2 separate regions of the Gossypium hirsutum genome follow, and region 2 is linked to region 1. Evidence: chromatin contacts called from public Hi-C data. All regions are on one chromosome and are shown on one strand. The core of a region is the stretch at or near the end of the contact, and the rest is flanking DNA. Distances in the headings are between cores, read along the strand shown.

Region 1 (5,514 bases), core at 953-3,452:
TAGTAAAAGGTTTATTTTATTTTTTTCGGTTTAAGTATGGATATTTTAATTGTGATAAAAAATAAAAAATAATTATAAACAAAATTTAAATTTAATTATATTAAACAAGTATTACTTAAATGCGTGTATATTTTAAGTCAATAAATTAAAACAATATTTTAGTAAAGATTTGGATTCTTTTTAACTCTTAAAAAGTTTGGTCTTCCATTTATTTTTCAAAATATTAATTAAACATAGGTGAAATTTTTTTAATTCACTTAGAAAATTAAAAAAAAAATTACATTATCAATGTACCAATCAATTTGATAATACGTTCAATTTACACGATTATTATGTTTAATTTTAATAATTTTTTTAGTGAAATGTCATTAATTTTAAGCTTATTATTTGATTTTTGATTAGGTGCAAAAGCAAAATCTGAAAAATAGAAAAGAGTCAAAGATATGGGTTGTGTAAAAGTTTTGGGCCAAAAAAGATATTTATTTTAAGATTGTAAAAATTATACTTTTAAATTTTTCATTATGATAATATTTTAATTTTCTAATATTTTATCTTTTAAATTTTTCGAATAGCTCTTCAATACTAGATCAGATTACAAAATTTTAGTAAGACTAAACTTTTATTCCAATTGAGTCAAAAAAGTAGATATGATTAGAACTCGCACTTAAAAACTTTCATTTCGGTATTTTTTTACTTCTCTGATTTAGGAGAGGGACACCGTCTCATAAAAATCAGATTTAAACGACTTGCATGATTGAAGTTGTTGATTCGAGTTGGGCACTTATAATTCACGAAGCTAGCGAAGTGTTAAATCGTGGATATGCATTTTGTGGTTGTTCGTTTGGTAAGGGTTAGTTGTTAGGCATTCCCGCAATTAATTTAGACAAGGAAAGGTTGGTGGTCTGAGGCATCATTGACCACTATAACCAACTTATCGGTTGAAGGAAAAGATTTGTTATCAAGGATCAGTTCAAAACAAGAGTCAGAATTGAGCCTGAAGTTAGAATATTATCACATCGCTTTATTCAATCTAATTTCGTTTCTGTTTATCTTTACTATTATTTTGATTTTAATTATTTTTTATTTTAATCAAATTTAATTCCCATTTTTATTTTAGCACAGATCGTCATACATCGTGGGCACAACAGTTACCTAGCATGTAATTTTGTTAAATCGAATGACAATTTTAGATATCCTAGTCTCTATGGGATTGACCCTACTCACTATACTTCTATTTATTTACTATTTAGGCATAGAAATTTTATTTTAGGTGGACTTGACACCCATCAAAATTTGGCCTTGTTGTTAGGGATTGAAAAAATTCTAATTTTTGTTATTTTCTCTTTATGATTAGGTTAGATCCAAGAGAACCACTAGAGTTTGACCCCAAAATCAAGAAAATCACTCGAGCAATATGTAGAGAAACAATAAGACGGGACAAATGGTCAGACGGGTCTGAAGTTTCAGACAACGAAATCAAAGAAGGAGGTAGAGCAATGACAAAAATCGTTGACAAACTATCTTTTTAACTAGAAGTCATGGCTCAAAATCGCACCATTAGGCAATTTACCGAGGCACTTGATGAACAACAATCGTTGGGTATTGCTTACCTGACAGTAGATGCATCATTTGAATTAAAATTAGGTTTGATACACTTATTATCCACTTTTTATGGTCTGCAAAACGAAAACCTACATAAACATCTTAAGGAATTCTATATGATTTGCTTGAGTATGATTTCGCGCTTTCCTTTTTTTTCCATGATCCAAGACCAAATTAAACTTTGCACTTTCATTTTTCTTTTCTTTATCCAACTCTGCTAGAGAGCAATTATTTTATTTACCTCTAGGTTTAGTTAATTATTACATCAATCACTACAAGCATCAAATTAATTGATTTACTCAATAATTAATTAAATTCAAATTAACTATAATTAAAATAAATGTAGAGGAGAATACTTACTTTATGACTAACTCCATGATTAATTAACTAACCAACTATAATGAGAATAAATTAGAAGAAAACTTACCTACTTACATAAGGTAAAACTTAAACTTAAATTTTTATAATTTCAACTTAAAGCTTAGCAATTGACATGCTATTGAGTTATTAAAAGTTCCTTTTGGGGCATTAAAGATCTGTGGCCTATTGAATTAGAGAGGTGTCTCTCTTGCTGGCATTTGGTCCCACCAATGGGCCAACCATAATAAATATATTGTTATATATGGGGGATAACATAGAATATCCACAAATATTTGGATCACGATGATACTGCTTTTCAAGGTATTTTGAACCATGCAAATATAATATGGTTAGGTATTTTAGGGCTCCTCTAAATCCTCGATTAGTTCCAGTGCAGTGTGACATGGTACAAAATTACAGTTGGATGGCAAAACTGTGATGCAACTGAGGGGTGTAATCACGCCATTCTCATTGCTTGTTTTTTTATCCACATAATATTTGAAAGCTGCATTTGCAGTTTTTGGTTTTTTTTTTCCTCCTTCTTTTATTAATGAATGGAATAAAACAATCCAATGATAGCCAAAAAAATATTTATATATATAAATAAATAATTATAAATAAATGTAAAAGTAAGATAATATATATAATTAAAATAAGTTCAAATCGGAAAATTAAATAAAATAATTTTGAATAAATTTATTCAAATTAAATTTAATAAAAAATTAAAATATTAAACTCGTAAAAGTTTAAATTTAAAATAATTCCGATTTAAAAATAGATAATATCGAAATTGATCTAACTTAAAAAAACAAAACCTGAAATCGTAAAATTCAATTTCTTCAAAATCAAAACTTTTTTAAACATATACCTGTCGTAATTTTTCAAATAAATTCCTCACTTTTATATTATTCTCGTATTTTCACAAACACGCATATACTGACATGTAATATATATATATATAAATAATATTTTGATATCTTAATTGTTTTTCCTAATTTTGTTGACGTTAAATGTGGTGTTGGAGATTAAAGGTGATTCATATAAATGTGGTCTAGAGAGCTGTGCTGAGACTTCGAAAAAAGTATCGGTAATGGAGTAATATCTTGGATTCTGATGTAAAAAGTTAAATACGGAAGTATATTTAATATTATTGATGTATTAAAATTTTTGAGTTTTGTGGTTTTGATTTTCTAAATTAGCATATAACTTTTTAATAATATAATTCTCTCTTGTTTTATAAAAAATTAATGAATGTTCAATGTATGTATCAATGTCACTTTTTTTTAAAGATTTTATTCGCCCCCACTTATATTTTGATAGGCAAAATAGTTACTAACAAATGAACATCGGAGATACAAAGAACCCCAATGACTATCAGTGTTTTGTACAGATGAAAATAGTCCACTGAGCATCGAGCGGAGCATAACAAGAGTGTGAAATTCTATAAAAAAAAAACTTTTGCAGTAATTCTTTATAGAGCAATCAAGGAATATTAGATGCAAGAGATTAAATTAAAGTTTTGTTTATTAACTTTTGATGTGTTTTTGTGTACCAAACAAATGAACTGTAACTCTTATTTATAGGAGTTTTCATGCCTCTTTATATATCTATCCAAATGGATCGCCACGTCTTTTAGCAATAAATATAATTATTCATTAGATATCTACTTAAATAATTATGACTTTTTGTTAGTAATTAAGTGACAACTCTTGACTAATAACCAAGGGTGGAGCCAAAATATTTTGATTGTAGGGTCCAATTTCAAAAAATTAAAACTTCTAAAAAATTTATATAAATTAATGCATAACACGATTAAATATAAAAGTATTACAAAACTATTTAAATAGTAACTAAATAAATCTAAGTCCTAAATACAAAAATATTCATGAAGTCAACCATAACAGCCCGATTTTGGGCCTAGTCAGAACAGTAATTTCGGGACCAAAAATCTGACATGGTAAAATTATATTTTACTATATTTTTATGGTCTACAATTTCATGAGATAAACTCGTGAAAATTTTGTTTGAAAATTTTGACGTTTGAGCACTCAATTTAGTCAAAAGGACTAAATCGTAAAAACTACAAAAGTTGAGTTCTACATGCTAGAGGTGTCCAATTGTTATGAAACTTTAAATTAGAGGTTCTTATATGGTAATTATACCATTGGTTAAGTTGGTGGACAAAAATGGATATGGTTAGGTGAATTTTGAAATAAAGGCATTAAGGGCGTTTTAGTCATTTGGTAAATAAATGAATTAAAAAGGGAAAATAAGCCAAAATCCTTGTCCATCTTCTACCTCCAGCCAAAATTAGAAGAGAAGCCATGGCTAGGGTTTTGTTCAAGCTTTCAAGCTCCATAGTAAGTGCATCCTAGCCCCGTGTTTAATGTTCTTTACATTTTTGAAGTCCTCGTAACCCGATTTACCTATTTCTACCATTGATTTGAAGTAGGGTTCATGTTTAAAAATTTACCCATGTGTGACATGTATGTGTTTTGATGTTTAATGGAGGAATATGTAAGTTTGATGTTAGAGAAACAACTTTTGCTAAGTAATTTTCAGTAAAAATGCATAAAAGAACTAAATTGTAAAAGTTAAGAAACTTGTTTAAAAATCTATTTTAATGGAAAATGTGGGCTGCTATAAGTATGAAAATGATTCGGCTATGCATGGGTAGTAAAAAAAAATTTAACATATTTCATTTTTAAGAGCCTAAGGGCAAAAGTGTAAATATGTGAAACTTTAGGGGCAAAAACATAATTTTACCATAATGTGATTTTTGGGTCACATTGAATAATTTGACTAATAAATAAGTTAAATGTGATGTTATAGATTAAAGAAAACGAGGTTCGGACCTAGAACGGAGGAAATATGAGAAATTGACGGTTTGGTCCTTTTTTGCCGTTTTTGGTATCGAGGTAAGTTCATGTGTAAATAACTCAACATTATGTTGATATGTATTTAATACCTTGATATTGCTTGAATTGTATAATTGTTTCTATGAAATTGATTAATGACGATTTTGACAAAGTTTCAAGGAATGGAAAGAATACAAATGTCATGATATTAGGGTTACCGAGATTCCGTATAAGACCAAATCTGGGATATGACATCAGTATGTGATTTCGTATAAGACTATGTCAGGGACATGGCGTCGATATGATATTTCATGTAAGACCATATTCGAGATATGGCATTGATATGGTACTATAAGTATGAGATCCCCGAGTATCCTCAGTATTCCAATGAGTTCAACGGGTATGTTAAGAACGAGAAAGTTTGTGACTATGTTAGGAGTGGTATAGGTATGTATGTAGAACTCATGTGACGTGAATTCGGTATATGATGAATTCTTAGTAAGAATGTATACGAATAAGTTATGCTTGCGAGATATTGATAACCTTGTGATTAGTGATCCACATTCATGATGATTGGATGCATGAGAAGAATTGATAATGATCATGTGAGAGGTTTGTGAGCCTAATTGATTTTTGATATAGTACGGTTCATTTATTTAAATTGTGTTTCATTGGATATGAGAAAAGGAAAGAC
Region 2 (5,514 bases), core at 1,006-3,505, 39 kb after region 1:
TTTCATCAATAAAAATTTAGTCTCGCATAAAAATCCTAATTTATCACAAGTAAAATCACAATTTTAATTTTTTTAGATACTAATTAACAAAGCTCGAATAGAAAAAAAGAATTACTATCAAACTATTAGGAAAATATACTTAAAAGTCTTCAAAGATTGATACTCTACCATGTAAAACTTATGGAGAGAGTGTGAAAAAATAATAAAATTTTGAGGAAAAAAATTATGAATGTTGAAAGAAAATAAAAAAAAAATTAAATATTTTTAGATTTTAGTAGATGTTTTTCAAATATTTTTGTGAGGGTCAAAAACTCAATTTACTACTTATATTATTCTTTTTATAAGGTATTTTTTTAAATTATTTTTGTAGGATCAATTAACCCCACAATCCTATATGTGGTTTAGTTATTGCTAATAACCAAGTGACATAATTTTTGGACGACTTGTAACTTTTCAATTGAAACTATTAGAACATTATATATATTTTAAAAATGTTCCATATTGCACGTGGACTTGGATATGATGAGAGGAGTTTTAAATGAATCTTGATTTGCTCTGATAACAGTCAAAGGACTATTTAAATTGGATGTCATTGAGATTTTCACGAATTTATGGAAATATAATCACAATTCACATCTTTAAAATTCGAATTTTGGTATTCATATCTTTTAAAATTTAATTTTCTAATTCTATCTATTACTTGTTAAGTACTTGATTGCTCCCTATATGCCCAATTTATGTGGATCGTCCATAGTTTGTGGTTGAAGATTATAGGTTAAAAGGTTGAAGAGTTAGTATTCCGAAACACAAATAAGTTTTTCGTATTTTTGTTTTACTCTTTTTACAAAGTCCAATAGAGAAACATCTTGAAAGTGAGGGTATAAGAGCAAGAAGCTCAGTAGTTGACACTTCATGCAGCTCTTTTCCATAATTGTTATTAATTACTCTACTCCTCCTTCAGGACTAGGCCACAACCTCTTATACACTGGATTGCCACCTGAGCTTTTGCTTCAAAGGAACTTTCAATAATTTGTGTGGCCTTTCGAATTATAGAGGTCTTTCTCTTAGCTGACATTCGGTCCTAACCATCATAAATACCTTCTCTTATATGGGTCCATAGCATAGACTATCCACAAATTCTTGGATCATCATCATTCTGCCTTTCCAGGTATTTTCAGCCATGAAATTGTAATATTTCGTCACCCAACTACACTTTTTTTTCCACTATGATTATGTATTTAAAGTATTAAAAATACATATGTGCAATATGATTTATGAATTTTAATTTTATATAAGTTTTATTTTGAGTTAATTTTTATAAACTATTAATAATATTATCGTCATAGTATCATTTTGCAATTATATATTGTATATACAAGCAATTAGTATATATATATATTTTTTAAAATTGTACAATTGAATTAAACTTAAAGTTCTATTTATATATATAAATCACAATAAAAGTTTCACATGTATAATTACACTAAATCAAAATTCATGAATCATAAATTTCTTCAATTGATTTTACATTTTATATAACTTATTTATGTTAATAGCTTGAAAATATAAATAAGATTATTCTCTATATTACTATTAATTTGTTCATTGAAATAAAATTGAGAAATGGTTAAAAAATAAAAAAAAATTATAAAAACCAGTAACTTGTATTATAATGGTAATTTTTACTTTTGAATTTTTTTTAAAACTAATTCTTTAAAAAACTACTGGAATTTTATAATGTAATTTGAAAATAAATAATTGCTTTCATTAAGAAGAAGAAAAATTAGTTTCTACTTCATCATTCTTTCACCCATATAATAAATATCATTTTATCTAAATTCTTTTTCTTATTTTTCATGTCCGTTTTAAATATCATGTTTGATATTTATAACTATACCTTTCAACAATACCGTCTCTAATGTTTGAATTTTACAACTTTTTCCTCCCAAAAGATTATGATACTTTTCTTGATAATACATGGATCAATCATAAAAAAAGAGCACTATACATTTATGTATATATATACTATCGACACTGACGTAAAAGGGTGATTGGTGTAATGATATATATGGATGAGAATGAAGAACATAAATTGTCAATGTGTTGGCTATAAGCTGTCCATCCATATATTCTTTCTGTGGCAGACAGGCAATGGGTACCAAACCATCTTCATGGCTTTAACCACTTTGGAATAATTAAATGCAATAAATAACCCCCCACCCATCTCTGCCCACGTACACTGCTAATTCATTGTGTATAAATAACACTATAGCCCAAAGATGATGGTTCAAGGACTTATAGCTATAGAGGAAAAATGAGATCTAAGATGATGGGTTGTAGAGAGGAACATCAGAGTACTCATGGTTCAGTGCTGGGTGGGAAGCCTAACCATTGTGTTATTTATCCACCAAAGTCTAGCATTGTTGCTGAGGAATTGGAAAGAAGAAACAATGACTGGTTAAATTCTTCTTCTTCTTCTTCTGGTACATATAGGTATATATGGTGGTGTTTATGTAGAGATGATATTAATAAGCTCCTGTTTTGATTTCGTCTGACGCAGGTTTGTTAGGACCAAAGTTGCAAGTGATTTAATGGTGCAGGTTGGAGATTTTAGCTTTTACTTACACAAGGTCAGCAACAACTATATACTTGTCTTTATTAGTGAAGCATGGGATTATTATTAATTTTGCCAGATGGAAATAAACTTATTTTTGTAAATTATTATAAATTTGGGGAGGGGATGGCTTACATAAAAATATTTTTCATATATTATGTAGGGAATCGTTTTACCAAATATTATGCCTTTTGTTTCTGATGGGATATATGTGGACAGATTTGTCATTATCATGTTCAAATTGTGCCCAACACAAAGGCCAACTGTATTTTCGTATTATGTTTTAATTTTTTTATAATTTACCATATTAATTCAATTTTAACTTTACAATCATTTATGTGAAATTAGTAATTCATTGCATTTGTCATATCTTAAGATAATTTGCTATTACAATTTATAAATAAGTGATCATGTTGTGATCCTCAGCTTGCTATGGTTTCGAAAAGTGGATATTTGAATAGACTTGTATTTGCAAAAAGAAGTGAGGGACATGGACAAAATGGAGGCAACCTCAAGATTGTGTTGGATGACCTTCCTGGTGGAACCAACACCTTTGAATCAATTGTCAACTTCTGCTATGGATTTAAGGTGGATGTAACAGCTACCACCATTGCTCCACTCTATTGTGCTGCAAATTTCTTGGAAATGAGTGATGATCTTCACCAAGGTAATCTCATTTCCAAAACAGAGGCGTTTTTGAGCTTTGCAATTTTCTCATCTTGGAAAGACACTTTTAAGGTACTCAAAAGCTGTGAATCTGTGTCACCTTGGTCCAAAGATTTGCTTATTGTGAAACAATGCTCTGATGCCATTGCTTGGAAGGCCTCAACTGACCCCAAAGCTTTTACTTTAGGACAAAATAGTAATGGGAACTTGAATATTGGAGAACCAAGTGATACTTGGTGGTTTCAAGATGTTTCGACCCTTCGAATTGATCATTTTATCCAAGTGATCGAATCGATTAAACGAAAAGGGGTGAAACCGGAGCTTGTTGGATCATGTATAGCTCATTGGACGGCGAAATGGTTTTCGAGTACCACATTTGTATTTGATGACCCGACAATACCCAAGCATTTGACTGAAAAGCTACAAAGAATTACCATTGAAAGTTTAATTAATATGCTTCCAGTGGAGAAAAACTCAGTTTCTTGCAACTTTCTACTTTACCTTGTCAAGTTGGGGTTGAAAATGCAAGTAAATTTTGAGTTGTTGAGCAAACTAGAAACAAGAATAGCTTCCATGTTGGAGCAATGTTGTGCTCAAGATCTCTTGGTTAAGAACTATGGAGATAAGGATACTACATATGATGTTGGAATTGTGATTAGGGTGGTCAACGCTTATGTTTTATTGGCCATGAAAAACTCTAGGGCAAGACTATGCATTGTTGGAAGGTTGATTGATGGTTACCTTACTCTAATTGCAAGGGATATTAACCTTAAACTCATTGATTTCAAATTACTTGTGGACGCATTACCGACAAATGCTCGATCGTGCGATAACAACCTTTATAGAGCCATAGACATGTACCTCAAGGTATGTACTTCACCCCTGAATAACTTACTTTCTTTCTAAGTAATAGTAGTTTACCTAATTCAAAGTTTGTGCAACAATTGTGTAGGCACATCCAAGTCTAATGGAGGAAGAAAGAGCTAGTGTGTGCAAAGCAATGGAGTATCATAGATTATCAGAAGATGCACGCCAACATGCAATGAGGAACAGTCGATTGCCGTTGAAAATCGTAACGGAATTCATGCTTCTTGAGCAAGTAAAAATGGCTAGATCGATATCAGCTACTAAGTCAAATATTAATCCAAGAACAACGACTCAAACAATAATGAAAATGAATAATAAGAAATGTTTAGAGAAGGGATTCATAGCACCTCAAAAGGAGATTATGTTGATAAGAAAAGAGGTGGAGAATATGAAGATGCAACTCAATCAATTGCAAATGTGTAAACGAAAGCTTCAAAAACAAGTTCAAAGATCATGCATCAAGTAGAACATAAAAGCTTCCTTTTCATCAACAAATTTTATATCTCTCCCCGTGGTTTTACATGGTCACTAGGCCATAACTATGTGTGCTTAAGCATATCAACTCATTGAACTTTGAAAAACTAACGTAACATACGTCAATATTTTAACCTAATTACCAAGATTCAATAATCCCTTTCCTTACAAAAAAAATCAATAAAAATTTTATATATAATAAAAATATATATTTTTTGAATATATAATGTAACACATATAATATAAAATAAAGTATTCAATATAATAATATGCAATAAGAAGAAGAAGAAGAAAAAAAAACCTTAAAATTTTGGGCCCAAAAATGGACAACTTAACCTGCTCCAATTGCATTGAATCTGGGCCATTAGACTCTTTGGATATGGACCATTAAAACCATACTTTGAACTTTAAAATTAGGCCCATAAAATCGAGTTTGAATCTAAACTCTGGACCTGGCAAAATTAAACTGAAATCAAATTCAACCTTTAAACATCGGCAGAATATTGAGTTTGTACTTTAACAAATATAAAATTTAGGGTAACATATTTTTCGTAAAATATATTCATTATTTTACCGTGTTTATTTGGTGAAAAATAAATTGCCAAATAAAATCATTCTTCAAAAAAAAAGATAAAATCAAGACTTTTTAAAAAAAAATGTCTTACCAAAATTTTTCAGTAAAGTTGAGCTTTATAGGAACTTACTAAATTAAAATAGTCTTGAGTGTATAACCATAAACTTAACATCTATCACATCATCTACCACAAATAAGTCGTCTTGGGACAACCTCAATGAATAACATATATGATTAGTTGTCCTCTATAAAAAGGAAAACTTCTTCAATGAATTCTATATTATGACAACCCTTATCGTTGGCCACTGCCAATCGCCAC

The links. Hi-C and Micro-C count contacts between places; a contact is called where the count stands out from the background.
Region 2: a Hi-C map of leaf shows a contact between it and region 1, with 3 times the contacts expected there. The contact joins the promoter of LOC107921394 here to the enhancer-like site in region 1. A contact is called at or near these places in 19 of 34 Hi-C or Micro-C datasets (anther, callus, fibers and 4 more).

What each region holds. Positions count from the first base shown.
Region 1 is chrA01:17,330,154-17,335,667 of Gossypium_hirsutum_v2.1, forward strand. No RefSeq gene overlaps it. Among protein-coding and RNA genes, the nearest start is that of LOC121229057, 7.2 kb to the left of the region's middle. Within about 2 kb of position 2,203, at least 1 of the 9 cell types and tissues checked has an H3K27ac peak or open chromatin away from gene starts, as enhancers often do. A contact at or near this core is called in leaf, where this site is marked.
Region 2 is chrA01:17,368,925-17,374,438 of Gossypium_hirsutum_v2.1, forward strand. LOC107921394 (coleoptile phototropism protein 1) reads left to right here and starts at 2,256. Exons shown (of 4, transcript XM_016851250.2): 1 at 2,256-2,457; 2 at 2,561-2,630; 3 at 3,041-4,147; 4 at 4,233-4,642. The coding sequence starts at 2,315. The coding sequence ends at 4,613.